Linked DNA regions of Sus scrofa: region 2 is linked to region 1. Evidence: chromatin contacts called from public Hi-C data. All regions are on one chromosome and are shown on one strand. The core of a region is the stretch at or near the end of the contact, and the rest is flanking DNA. Distances in the headings are between cores, read along the strand shown.

Region 1 (6,379 bases), core at 1,728-4,227:
TAGCCTCTCATTTCCTTCTGGTACCTTGACTGGACATAAGTTAGACCATCTCACCCTATCCTCCATGCCTTTTAACCTGCCAGGCATATTTTTCATCTTTTGTCTCTCTGTGAATCATTCCAAATAATTTCTTCTCATCTGTCTTCTGGTCTAGTTTACTCTTAGCTGTCTCTAGTTTGTTTTGAAAGTAATTCTTTGAGGATTTTTTAAAAAACCAGCTCTATTAAGGAATACTTTATAAACCGTAAATTTTATCCATTTTCAGTGTGGAATTCCATATGTTTTTGTGAATTTATAGTGTTGTGCAACAGTCACCTCATTCCAGTTGTAGAATGTTTTTATTTCCCTAGAAATTTCTTTTTGTGCCTGATGACAGTCAATCCACTGACTTTTAAATTTCGGTGATTTTGTACATACACACATTTTGTGTTGCCTTAGAAGTTCTTTTTGGTTATTTTTCAACCTTGGTCACCATTTTCTCTTCCTTGAAGCTTTTTTCGTCTTTGTCTTTTACTTCTTTAAACACAATATACAGAGTTATTTTTAAGTCTATGCCTGATATTTCAGGTATCTGGACAGTCTGTTGTTTCTGCTGGCATTCATTCCTGATGGCTTGTTTCTTTGTGTGGTTTGTTCACTTCAACTGTGAGTTCCTCAGAGAATTACTTTGAAGCCTAGGATGAAGGTGTATTCCTTCAGAGAGGTTTTGCATTTAATTCTGTGAGGTGCCTAAGACTACCAGTTCAGAATTGCTTTCTGTGTTCATGGTTTGAAATCTTTGCCATCAAGTAGAATTTGGGGCTTAAATGTGCACAACTTTAACTCCTAAAGGACCTGTTTGGGATCTGGTCATCCCTGTTTCCCAGTCCAGTTTTACCAAGAGAGACTATTATGCCTCTTTTTAGGCCTTGAGGAAGTAGCTCTTAAATTTTAATGTGCTTGAGCAGTCTCAATTAAAAAGTGCAGATGCTCAGGTCAACAGCAGAGACTAGGATTCAGGGGGTGGAGTTGCAGCCCAGGAACCTGCATTTCTAACAATCACCAAAGATAATCTGGATACGAGTAGCCAAGATCCACATGTTGAGAAACATCATCTTTAGATCTCATAGCGTCATTGTGTCCAGGTATAGCCTCAGGCAAGAGTGTGTATGAGCCATGGTTCTCTGTCTCCCTGGAGGAAAACATTCATTGCAGTGTTCAGTCACCATTTATCTCTCTATATTCATGGGCTGACCTACTCATGTCTACCCTTTGGACCACGGTATGAGAGGGAGCACGGTGTACCCCTGCAGATCTGAATCTGAATGAATTAATAAGAGAAAAAGGACCTTGCATATTGTGGTATTGTGATGTATAATAAGAAATATATATTTGTTCTTTAGTTTCTGGCACAGAACTCCTAACCCCCTTGGAATTGCTTGAGTGATGAGCATCATAAAGATGCTTTTGATGTTAAGTAACTTTTGGAAAGCTCCTGGGTCACTAGGGATGGGGTTAGTTGCCAAGGGAACCAACCACATGATTAGAAGTTTAGAACTTTCAGTCCCATCCTCTGATTTCTAGGAAGGGGTGAGGGGGCTGGAAGTTGAATCAATCAGCAGTGACCATTGAGTCAAATCAACTATGCCTGTGTGATGAAGCCTCCATATACATCGAAAAGGACAGTGTTTGGAGAGCTTCTGGGTTGATGAACACATGGAAGGAAGGGCTGGGAAAGCATGAAGACTCTGTGCCTCACCCCGTGCATCTCTTCTCTCTGGCTGTTGATTCATATTCTTTAATGTCTTTTGGAATAAGCCAGTAATTTAGTGAGTAAACAGGTTTCCTGAGCTCTGTGAGATGCTCTAGCAATTTAATTGAACCCAAGTTAGGGGTGCGGATGATGGGAATCTCTGATTTATAGCCAGTCTGTCAGAAGCACAGGTTGATAACCTGGATTTGTGATTGGCATCTGAAGTGGAGGACAGTCTTGTGGGAATGAGGCCTTAGCCTGTGGCCTCTGATGCCCTTTCTGGATAGGCAGTGTCAGAATTGAGTTGATTGCTAGGTGGGGAGGGGACTGCCCTCCCCCCTCCCCCATTGGAACTGGTATCAAACATTCATAGAGTTGTTCAAATACTTACAATATTGGGAAGGAAGTAATAATGTAAAAGGCCTGGTTTATACAAAAAATTATTTAGCTCCTCTATTCTCGCCACCAGTTGGAGCCGAGCTAAGCAGAGACATCCTTTTCTTGGTGTGATGCTTGGATTGAAACACACTAGGATGAGCCAATTCGCCTTTCTCTAAAGTCTTTTTCTGGCTCCCACATACCCTGGCTGAGATGGAAATGTGTGAATTGAAGGCCGATTTGAGATCGAAAAAGATAGTGAACTGGGGCCTTGAAGCTCTTAAACACTTATTACCTGAGAAAATGTCTATAAAAGTACTTTTAAGCCTGTAATATAAGTAACGTATGTAATACATGTAACATATGGAGGGTGAAACTTAAGAAATGTGAATGGGAAGGAGGTAAGAGAAAGTATCACATATTCTCTATGAAGAACTTTAAAAGGTAAGTGAAACTATAGCAAACCAGATTTAAAAAAGAAAGAAAGAGAAATCCCACATTTGACCAGACTTAATAAACAACTTAAACTCTATGTGTTGCAACGTCACTATGTCTCTGTGGGTCTGGTTTCCTGGTTTCAAGGGGGACATTTCAGGTAAAAGCCATTCTCGCTGCTCGGCAATAAATCTCATGCTTTATACACTTGAAAATAATAAAGTTCTTGATTCCAGTTAATTTCACTTTTCTTTTATGTTATTAATACCCCTGTCCTTTCGAAAACTGGAATGTGGAATGCAATGTGGCAGATGTTAAAAAGTGGGAAAAAGCTGTTGGAAAATAATCTGATGTCAATTTACTTTTCTCCTGGAGTAGAGCAATCCTTTCCCTGGTACTTGGGCCCAGACTGTCGACCTCAGGCGGGCAGATGGAAAAGGGTGGCTGTCACTGCTGCCTTCTCTTCTGTCCCTCTTGTTGGGGGGATTGGAGATCCCCGCTTGGGTGTAAGTGGGTCAAACGTGTTCATACTTGTCTAAGTGGGTGGGTGGGGCCCCCCAGAGGCCTATTCAGGTGAACTGAGCAGCCTCCTGTGGGTTAGACTGGATGCCTCTGACCTCAGCAGCTGGAGGGCAGGGTATCCTGAGACAAGCCAGGAGCCACCACTTGGACTGGCCCTTGGATATATGGCTGAGGTCTTCATGAGACAGGCTGGGACCTGGGACCCTTTGCTGCAGTGTTTGCACCTAGACAAACATCTCTTCAAGCAACAAAATACAAAGAAACTATATGGGACTAAAAATAACTGCATGCACAGTTGGGGCAAATTATGGACAACAAGACACAAAAATACCTAAAAAACCCAATTGCCACTTTTTTTTTTAATAGCAAGCAAGCAAGCAAACAAAGTCTTTACTACAGAAAAACAAATAGCTCCCAGGACAGCTGGGAGCGGGGAGGAGAGCCCCTCTCTTTATTGTCTTTTTTTTTTTTTTTTTTTTTTTTTTTTTTGTCTTTTTGCCATTTCTTGGGCGGCTCCCGCGGCATATGGAGGTTCCCAGGCTAGGGGTTGAATCAGAGCTGTAGCCACCGGCCTACACCACAGCTCACAGAAACGCCAGATCCTTAACTCACTGAGCAAGGCCAGGGATCCAACCCGCAACCTCATGGTTCCTAGTTGGATTTGTTAACCACTGAGCCACGACGGGAACTCCCTCTCTATTGTCTTATAGGGATTTTTAGCCCTTAAAAATAGGAGGGTGGGTGGGTACCAATGTGGGCTCCAGAAAGAGGTGGTTTTCTCCCATTGGCCTTTTCCAATAACCTGTATCAGTCCCAACTGCCACTTCTGAAGAGCTGGGAGAAAAAGCAGGGGACTATGCGTGTCCCCCCCACACACCCTGGTCAAAGAGGTGGGCAAACCACCTAAGCTACCCCTCTAGCCTGACCCCTGGGCCCACCTGTACCCCATGTAAGGAACCAGCTTGCCCCTGCCTCCAGGGATGAGCAAGGGACGTCACTTGTTTTCCCTCTGTCCCCCACCACCTCGTTGCAGCAGGGCCCTGAATAAAGCCTTGCCTGTGTTTCTTGTCTGGCCTCTTAGCAATTTCTAAGGAAAGCCAAGAACCCTGATTGGATGCCAACCCATTCGGATGGCAAGGGCCTCTAATGCTAAACTTGTCAACAAGCCAGTTAATGGGCCCAACAGCTTGGTTTGGTGCTTATTCCTTGAGCAGAACACCGAGGGAAGTGAGGACTCCTCCACAGCTTCACTACATCCCACCAAGTGCCTTGACTTCTGGGGAGAATGCAGAGGTGACAGGGACACCACCGCAGGCTAGGCTGCGCTGTGCCTCTTCTCTCGATAGCTCTGTTCAGGGGTGCATCTCAGTGTACCCCTAGGATGCTCTGTGAGCAGGTGGGAGAAAAGCCCAGCGTGAAGATGGTCACAGTGGGCCACATGTTAATGCTATTTTACGGCCCTGCAGGCTTGTGGGGCCCAAGGAAACTTGGGTTTCATAAAAAAGGAAAAGCATACTGTAGTTGGCAAACAAAATGCATCTATGTGTGTGTGTGTGTGTGTGTGTGTGTGAAATGAGCCTTCATTTAGAAACTTTGGCCATGGTTTCATCCAGTTCCCCACCACTTTTTAAATGATATTTTCTGAGCCTGGAAACCAAGCAGGCAGATCATGGAATTTTGGCTGGAGATGTTTTTCAAAAAATGTAGGCTAGCAGTGAAAAAGGAGGTGGGAATTTGGCCGGGAGGCCTCTATGGGCTGCAAACCAAGCAGGGTTACCATGGTGGTGCGTCTACTGTTTATACAAACAAAGGTTTTTCCTGACAAACATACTTCATATTTAATAATCCTCACTCTACAGGGGCCTCTTCGCTTTGTGTGTTGTTAGTTTGAGCCATTTGGACTCGAGTAGAATTTTATTATTTTGCGAGGCTGTTTTCAGGCACCCAATGCACTTCAAAACTAAGTGTTAAGGACTGCTATCTCGAAGGGCAAGGGTGAGCGGTGGCTAGTGGAAGAGAAATCAACCTGCAGTATGACAGTGTGACACAGGCTTTTCATGGATCTAAACTTTATGGGACCAGCCTATACGGAGCATCCAGAGGTATAGACTGCCATTGCAATTTAGGTCACGAGCGTGACAAAACGTGACTCCACTTCCCTAACTTCTCTGCCTCTTCAGACCACTTGCAGCCTTCCCAGTCAACCATGTGTCCTGTTGCCATTGCCTGAGGGGTGAGCCCACAACCAGGCATCTGTGAAGCCTTAACAAGCTCCAGTATTGTACAAGGACCCATTTGGTGACTAGTAATGGAAAATCCTACTCTCTTGAATTGAAGCACAAAAGGGACTTTACTGGATCATGTTAATTGGAAAGGCAGGGGAGTAGATCAGGCCTCAGGAATCACTGGATCCAGCTTACCTGCCCCTGTCTCCAGAGGGTCCCAGATTCTGGCAGATCTGACATTGCTCCCTCTAGTCTCTAGGAAGATTGAGTCCTTCTAGAAACTTACAGTATGAAATAAGGAACAAAGAGAGTGCTTTCAGTCATCCTTTTCCCAGGAACATAAAGGGATTAGAAATCTCTGAAAGTTTGGGTAGAGCTGTTTGCATTTTTCCCCCTCCCCGAACATCTGGACACATCTGTGGACCTGTCCAGAAGCTTAGAGCAGCCTATGAGGGTCTCCAGTTGTTGACTCATCACGGCCCTCTGGGGTCTCTGAAGCCATCGAGGAGCACCAGACTTCTGAACTGATGCCCCTCCCAGCATTTCCCTAATGAATAAACTGGTTCTGTCCCAAGGGTACCAAAGTGCCTGATGTCCGAATGTGCAGCACCAGGCCTCCAGTGATCCAGACTAACCCCGTTATGCACCCTGGGTATCCCAGCCAGCTGGGGTCTATCCATCAGCATCATTTACCTCAACTTCAGGGCTCTTCACAACTACTGGACCTCAGTGTCCCCCACTGCCCTCAATTATACAGGCATTTCTGAAAGTCCTCTGGAGTTTTGCCCAGGTGTTTGGGGACAAGTGCACACCTAGGGTCTTCTGCTAGGCCTGGGTTGGATGTCTGCCACACCTGTCGTGCCCTCTCCTTGAGCCATGCCTGGCTCCACCCACCCCTCCCTGGTCACCCCAAAGCTGCAGACTTTCCAGGCATCACGGTGCTCAGGGCCTGCCAGTGGGGCTGGAACAGTACAGCGTGACCTCCACTCTCCTGCTCTTTGCCCCACTGTCTCCTCAAGTTTCTTCTCCTCCAGGTGCCCTGTTGCCTTCTGCCCCTTGAACACCACCTGTCCTACCCTTCTGGGCT
Region 2 (6,589 bases), core at 569-3,068, 310 kb after region 1:
TCCACCTTCTCATAAATCTGCAAGAAAGAGATCTCACTTTTCATCCAAAGAATCTGGAGTTCAAAACAGCCTTTATGGAAAAAAATCAAACTCCAGGGGCAACTGCAAAGCACATTTGGTGTCTAGCTGGCCAGCTTATTTTGCAGGACTCTTTTTCCAACTCCCAAATACTTTCCAGTCTGTGAAATTCATCTCCCCACCACTGTAGCAGCAAGCGCCTGTCCTGGCACTGGGGAGCTCACACACAGTTTTCCTGAGCTCCGAACTTCTCTGAGGGGCTTTTTATTGTTAACACTGGGTTTGAGTGTATAGTATGCAACCTCTGTGAATGACTGGCTTGGCAAATCTAAGGGGGCTTGGGAAAGTGTTTCATTGGTCAGAGTTCAGATCTCCCTTGAACACAGCCCTGAAGCCGAATCCATTTTCAGAAAGAAACCAGGGCTCCTGCTCCTCCCTGGTAGCCCACCAGTCAAATCGCCAGAACTTGAATTTGCCAACATCAGGGTTTCTCAAGCCCAGAGGGCGGAGGAATATAGCTGCAGGGGACTTTCGGCAACGTCTGGAGACACTTTTGGTTGTCACCACGGAGAGATCGGTGGGGGCAGCGGGGTGGGGGGTTCTGGCGGGGGGTATTACCAGCACCTAGCGGAGAGAGGCCAGGGATGCTGCCGAAAACCCTGCAACACAGGACGTGCCCACAACAAAGAATTTCCCAGCCTCTGAAGGGAGGAATGCTGCTGAAGGGAGAAATTCCCTTTATATTTTCACTAACCGAGCAGTCAGCCTGCATTATATTATTAGGAACAAAAGCAAAGCAATATGTAAGGCAAAGTTTTTCAAAAGGAGATGATTGGTTTTGAAAAGCCTCTTACTTTAGAAGTACCTTAAAGTTCTACCTCCCGTAAGCAAGCTTTTCTCACCAAGGTTTCTAAAGCAAACGGAAAGCGTTCAGAGAAACGCAATAGGTCTACAGCATACTCTCACTCCTATCCTCAAACTCAGGCGCCTCGGTCGCAAAAAGCAAAGCACAGAAGTTGTCCCGCATACAAGCCTGCCCTGCGGGCTCAGGCAGCGGGGGAGGATGGGGAAGCGCGCTCCAGCGGCGACAAAGGCGCAGCGCTGAGGCCACCGCCACCTCCCGCGGCCGCTCTCGGTCCCTGGAGATGCGCGCCTGTCCTAAAGCGACCCTGCCGAGGAGCCCAGCCCGGGGAGAAAGCATCATCGGCTTAGCCTAGATTGGAACAACTCGTGGCACTTACTTGTCCAAAATGAAGTACAGGTCAAATCCCCCGTAGCAGGCTGGACCCCCTTCTTCCCTGCGTCCCCCTTGCCCGGCGCAGATGAGCACAAAAGTGGCCAAAGAGAGACACTTGAAGCCAATGCCCAGAGCTTTCTGCTCCACGGTGGCCATGTCCTGCAGCCCAGGGAGAGGGTAGGGTCCTCTCCTTCCCACGCTCCTCTAAGTCGCCAGGACCCTCAGGGGCGCGCCATCCGAGGGGCCCTCCTCTCGGGCCCTTTATTCCCCCTCGCTCTCCCGAAACTCCCCGGAAGCAATTGTCTGGAGGAGTTCAAGGTTTTCCTTCTGGTTTCCGCTTCGATTCTGTTTCTAGGTTTCAGGTTTCAAGAATCCCAATACTGTACTCCGCTTTTTTAAAGGGGCTGCTCCTGACTCTGGCCGACGGGCCGCTCCGGAGGCAGCGCTGAGGTTTTGCAGTTGAAGCAGTTGCGTCCGGATGGTTCTTTGTCCCAGATTTTAAATATTATGGGGTGGGTTTTCAAATTGTTCTTGCTTGGGGGAGTGCTTTTCTCCCTCCTCTCTACCCCCTTTCTTATTTTGATGGCGGAAGGAAGTTCAAAGGGTGCCACCTTGTGGTCAAGGGCGGTGAAAGCACTCTTTGGTGTTCAAGGGAGCGTGGCTGTGCACGTTTTCATATTCTTCCTCTTTCTCAGGCATCTTCCCTTTCACTCTCCATGACCTCTTCCTCATGCCTAGTTCTTTCTCACTCACTAGCCTTTTTGTTCTTGCCCTTTCCTTATTTGTCCTATGTCCGCTGATAAGGTCACTGTAAACATTTGATGAGAACCTACTCCAAGCACTAGGGCTCTGACCCCAGGCTGGGACCTTTGCAAACAAGATGTTGGGCAAAGGAGTGGAGAAGAAGGGGCCTTTGTTATCTGAATCATCCAAGTGACCTTACTGTACACTTATCGCAGATCATAAAAGAGACTGCTGGGGTGTGGTCATGTGGCTGAAAACAGAAGGCTTTTGCCAACATGGAAGAATTAAGCATGCTACATGGCCTCAGACTCCAGATTTTAGGAATTCTGGGATAAGTTCTTTTCAGCCTGTGAACTTTAATAATTTTTTCACCCAATCTTTGATTTAGGGAAGAGGACGTAAACAGCTTACAAGAAGGTGAAGCTTCCAAGCAGTTTGAGCCTGGCCAGGAAGCCCTGTGCTAGCCTTCCTAAAGCGAAGGATCCTCCTTATAGTGGGCTGTGAGTTCCTCGCAGGAACTCAATTTTAGTTCCATGTGTCTTCCTCTATGGGAATCCTCAGTACACCCTCATGCTCTGTTTTCCAGGATTATTTCTCCAGACACTCATCTTCCCCCCACCACCCCACCTGAGAGTCTCTAAATTTTGGCGATCCATAATACATTGCACTAGCCTGTCTCAAGTTCCTATCTCCCAGTATTCACACCTCCCCTCCTACACAAAATGAGACTGATCTGTGTGTAATTAATGATACTGCAGAAATGATGATGTGTGGCTTCTGAGACTAGGTCTTAACAGACATTGTGCATGTATCTTTTTGAGTAAGTTTTCTCCAGATATATGCCCAGGAGTGGGATTTCAAGATCATATGGCAACTCTATATTTAGTTTTGTAAGGAACCTCCATACTGTTTTCCATAGTGGCTGTACCTATTGACATACCCACCAACAGTGTAGGAGGGTTCCCTTTTATCCACACCCTCTCCAGCATTTATTAGGTGTGGACTTCTTAATGATGGTCATTCTGGCCAGTGTGAGGTGGTACCTCATTGTAGTTTTGGTTTATGTTTCTTTAATAATTAGTGATGTTGAGCATACTTTCATGTGCTTGTTGGCCAGCTATATGCCTTTTTTGGAGAAATGTCTATTGAGGTCTTCTGCCCATTTTTTGATTGGGTTGTTTTTTTGTGATATTGAGATGTATGACCCAAGTATTCACAGCAGCACTGTTTACTATAGCCAAGACATGGAAGCAACCTAAGTGTCCATCAACAGATGAATGGATAAAGGAGATGTGGTATATATTACAATGGAATATTACTAAGCCACAAAAAATTATGAAATAATGCCATTTGCAGCAACATGGATGGACCTAGCAACTATCATACTAAATGAAGTTAAGTCAGACAGAGAAAAACAAATATCATGATATCACTTATATGTGGAATCTAAAATAAGATACTCATGAACTTTTTCATGGAAAAGAAACAGACTCACAGACATAGAAAACAAAATTATGGTTACCAAAGGGGAAAGTGGGGGGAAAGGACAAATGAGGAGTTTGGGATTAGCAGATACACACTACTGCATATTAAAGAGATAAACAACAAAGTCCTGCTGTAGAGTACAGGGAACTATATTCACTATATTGTAATAAAACATGATGGAATAGAATCTGAAAAAGAATATCTATCTATGTCACTTTGCTATACACTTGAAGCTAGTACAACATTGTAAATCAATTATACTTCTATAATAATACTTCAATTATTGCTCTCCTGAATCACTTTCTCTGGGGAGCCCAATGCCATGTCATGAGTTTGCCCTGTCATGGGTGCCCCTATGGAGAAGTCCATGTAGTGAGACACTGAGACCCCCTGCTGATGCCAGCATCAATTTGCCAGGCATGTGAGTGTCTTGGAGGTGGATCCTCTGGCCCCAGTCAAGCCTTCAGATGACTGCAGTCCTGGTTGACATCTTGACTGTAACCTTATGAGAAACTCCAAGTCAGAACCTCTCAGCTAAGCCAATCCCAGATTCCTGACCCACAGAAATTATGAGAGAATGAATATATGTATTTATATTTTGAGCCTTTAATTTTGAAGGAAATTTGTTATGCAATAATAGACAACTAATAAATACCTATTACCATGTTAAAAATTTGAGACCATCTTTAGGGACAAACTTGTCTAACTGTATTTCCCAGGCTTACTTGACCATGAAACACTTTTTTTTTTTTAATGTCTGTTGACACCCATACTTTGGGAATAACAGCTCTCAGAAAAAAGTAACTGGGGAGAGATTAAAATACTCTAACTTGAAGTTCCCATTGAAGCTCAGTGGTAACAAACCCAGCTAGGATCCTTGAGAATGTGCGTTTGATCCCTGGCCTCACTCAGTGGGTTAAGGATCTGGCATTGATGTGAGCTGTGGTGTAGGCTGGCGGCTGTAGCTCTGATTCGACCCCAAGCCTGGGAAACTTCCATATGCTATGGGTATGGCCCTAAAAAACAAAAATAAAATAAAATAAAATTCTCTAACTTGTCCAAGTCTTTTTTTTTTTTTTCATACCTTCCCCCTCACCCAAAGGACTGAAATCCCACTCTGGTCCCATTGCAGCTCTCTGATGAAAGAGAAGGTGAGGAAAATCTACAGAAAGTGAGTTTGTAGGCGAAAGCAGAAAAACCAGGGGAAACTGATTAGGAGGGAAAGGAATATGAGATAGAAAATCACAATGGAGGAAATACTTGTGGGTGACAGGATTGGCAAAGAATAGAAAGGGACTTGAATTGGAAAGAAATTTGGGGAAGAGGAGAGGTCATGGAGGATTAGGAATGTTTTCTCTCATCCTCATGCTCTAGGGACCTCTTAGGTCCTTTAGAGTTTGGGTGACAGGAATATCTTGAGAGGTTTATATTGAGGAAGTTAGTCTGGCAGGCAATCAGAAGTGTCCTGATAGAACTCTTCAGTAGTGACACAGTTATTAAAGACAGGTGAGGACACAGTTCCCAAACAGAAGGAAATTCAGTATGAAGTAATGAGAAAGGGAAAAGAGTGGAAGAGCGTGGAAGAGGCTCACCTGGGACAAAGGTGATGCTTTAGAGAACAGAGAGGTAGTGAGAAGGATTCAGATGCTTGAATGCCCTACTTGCCTCTGTCTTTCTTTTAGTGTTTTAGATTGAAATTCGTTAATACATGCTGACCATTTCTAGATCTTAAAATGACTCTTCCTCTCCCTCTCTCCCTCTCTCCCTCTCTTCCCCACACCCACCCGTAACCCAGAGAAATCCATTGCAGGCACTTCTTCCAGTTTTAGAGGGTTTTGTGCCAGCTTCACTCCCTATGGGGAGGTGTCCTACAAAAAAGCCCATGAAGTGAACTTGATATTGAGCTATGGAGTTATGGTTATTCTTGAGGAATGCTGAGGTAGAAGGAAGAGTCCAACATCTATAATAAGGTAAATGAAGCCCCCGCTCTGATACTAACATGGTGGCTCAATAGGTCTGCAAGAGGAGACATATTCAGGCTCTTCAAATTTGCAATAATTTCCTTTGGTTGAGAAGATGTACCAAACCGATAACTGGTGCATGTAGGGAAGTGGGAGAGGTGGATCAGTCACTTGAAGTTGGAGGAGAACTTGGGAAGGGTATCCAGGGGGTTCCTGCTAGCATTTCTCAGGTTAATTTCACTGCTCAGAGATATTCAAGTATCAAGATCCCTTTATGCAGATGTTATCATCTTCTCCAGGGAATGCTGAATGTTCTCATTGGACTGAGGGTATCCTAGGTCTTAATCTCTTGCAAAGACCCCTGTGCTCTAGATAAGATCAACTGGCCTTACTTAGGTTCATAGAGATTCCTTTGGAAGAAACTCTTCTGCCTCTCAAACTCAGGTACACGGAAGAATGATATAAATGATGATGTCCCAGCTATAGATAGATATTTCTGGGGTTGAAGCACAAGGGCAAATGAATGAACCTTGCACACGGAGGGGTTTGAATCATAACCTGGAAGTCAAGGCAGGGAAGAGCTTCTTGGAGGAAGAAGCAGTCAAAAATGTCATATCCTGTATAAGTCAAGAGCATAAGCCCTGAGAAGACCCCACTGATTTGACACGTCTCAGTGTGTCACCATGCCAGTGAAATAGTGAAAGGTGACATTAGACTACATTGGGTTGCTAGGAAGGGGAAACGTCTGTTTTAAGAAGAGAGAGGGATAGAGTGCTAACTTATAAATGTTCACATGTTTTATGCCACAAAGAAGGATCCCAAGATATTTAAGGATACTAAGAATTTCAAGTTCCCTGCCTTCCAAAAGACTGGAGTGTTTGCCTTAACTAGACTGATCATCTTAAAGCTGTACTCCGGCACTCTGATCACTATTCTACCTAAATTTGCCAGGCTGACGTCACTGAGATAGAAAAGTTTAAATATGACCTGACTGCTTACAGTCTCCACTCACTCACTCTCTCGTAGGTGTCCCCACTCTCCAACACCTATGATGGAGCCCCTTTTGATAAGCTCTCAAAAACAGTTTTCTACCCTGATAACATTGCTATCTAATCTTCTAAGAATCTTATTGGTCATCAAAGGA

Evidence for each region. A called contact is a pair of places that touch in the nucleus more often than the background predicts.
Region 2: a contact with region 1 is called in a Hi-C map of omental adipose tissue, with 4 times the contacts expected there. The contact joins the promoter of ANTXR1 here to the enhancer-like site in region 1. A contact is called at or near these places in 5 of 5 promoter capture datasets (fetal liver, fetal skeletal muscle, liver and 1 more), 22 of 47 Hi-C or Micro-C datasets (adipocytes, adipose tissue, brain and 13 more) and 2 of 2 datasets of contacts at active chromatin or transcription factors (alveolar macrophages and skeletal muscle).

Annotation. Positions count from the first base shown.
Region 1 is chr3:73,089,259-73,095,637 of Sscrofa11.1, forward strand. No RefSeq gene overlaps it. Among named protein-coding and RNA genes, the nearest start is that of GFPT1, 64 kb to the left of the region's middle. Within about 2 kb of position 2,978, at least 2 of the 83 cell types and tissues checked have an H3K27ac peak or open chromatin away from gene starts, as enhancers often do. A contact at or near this core is called in omental adipose tissue, where this site is marked.
Region 2 is chr3:73,396,561-73,403,149 of Sscrofa11.1, forward strand. ANTXR1 (anthrax toxin receptor 1) reads right to left here and starts at 1,819. Exons shown (of 18, transcript XM_003125066.6): 1 at 1,260-1,819. The coding sequence starts at 1,411.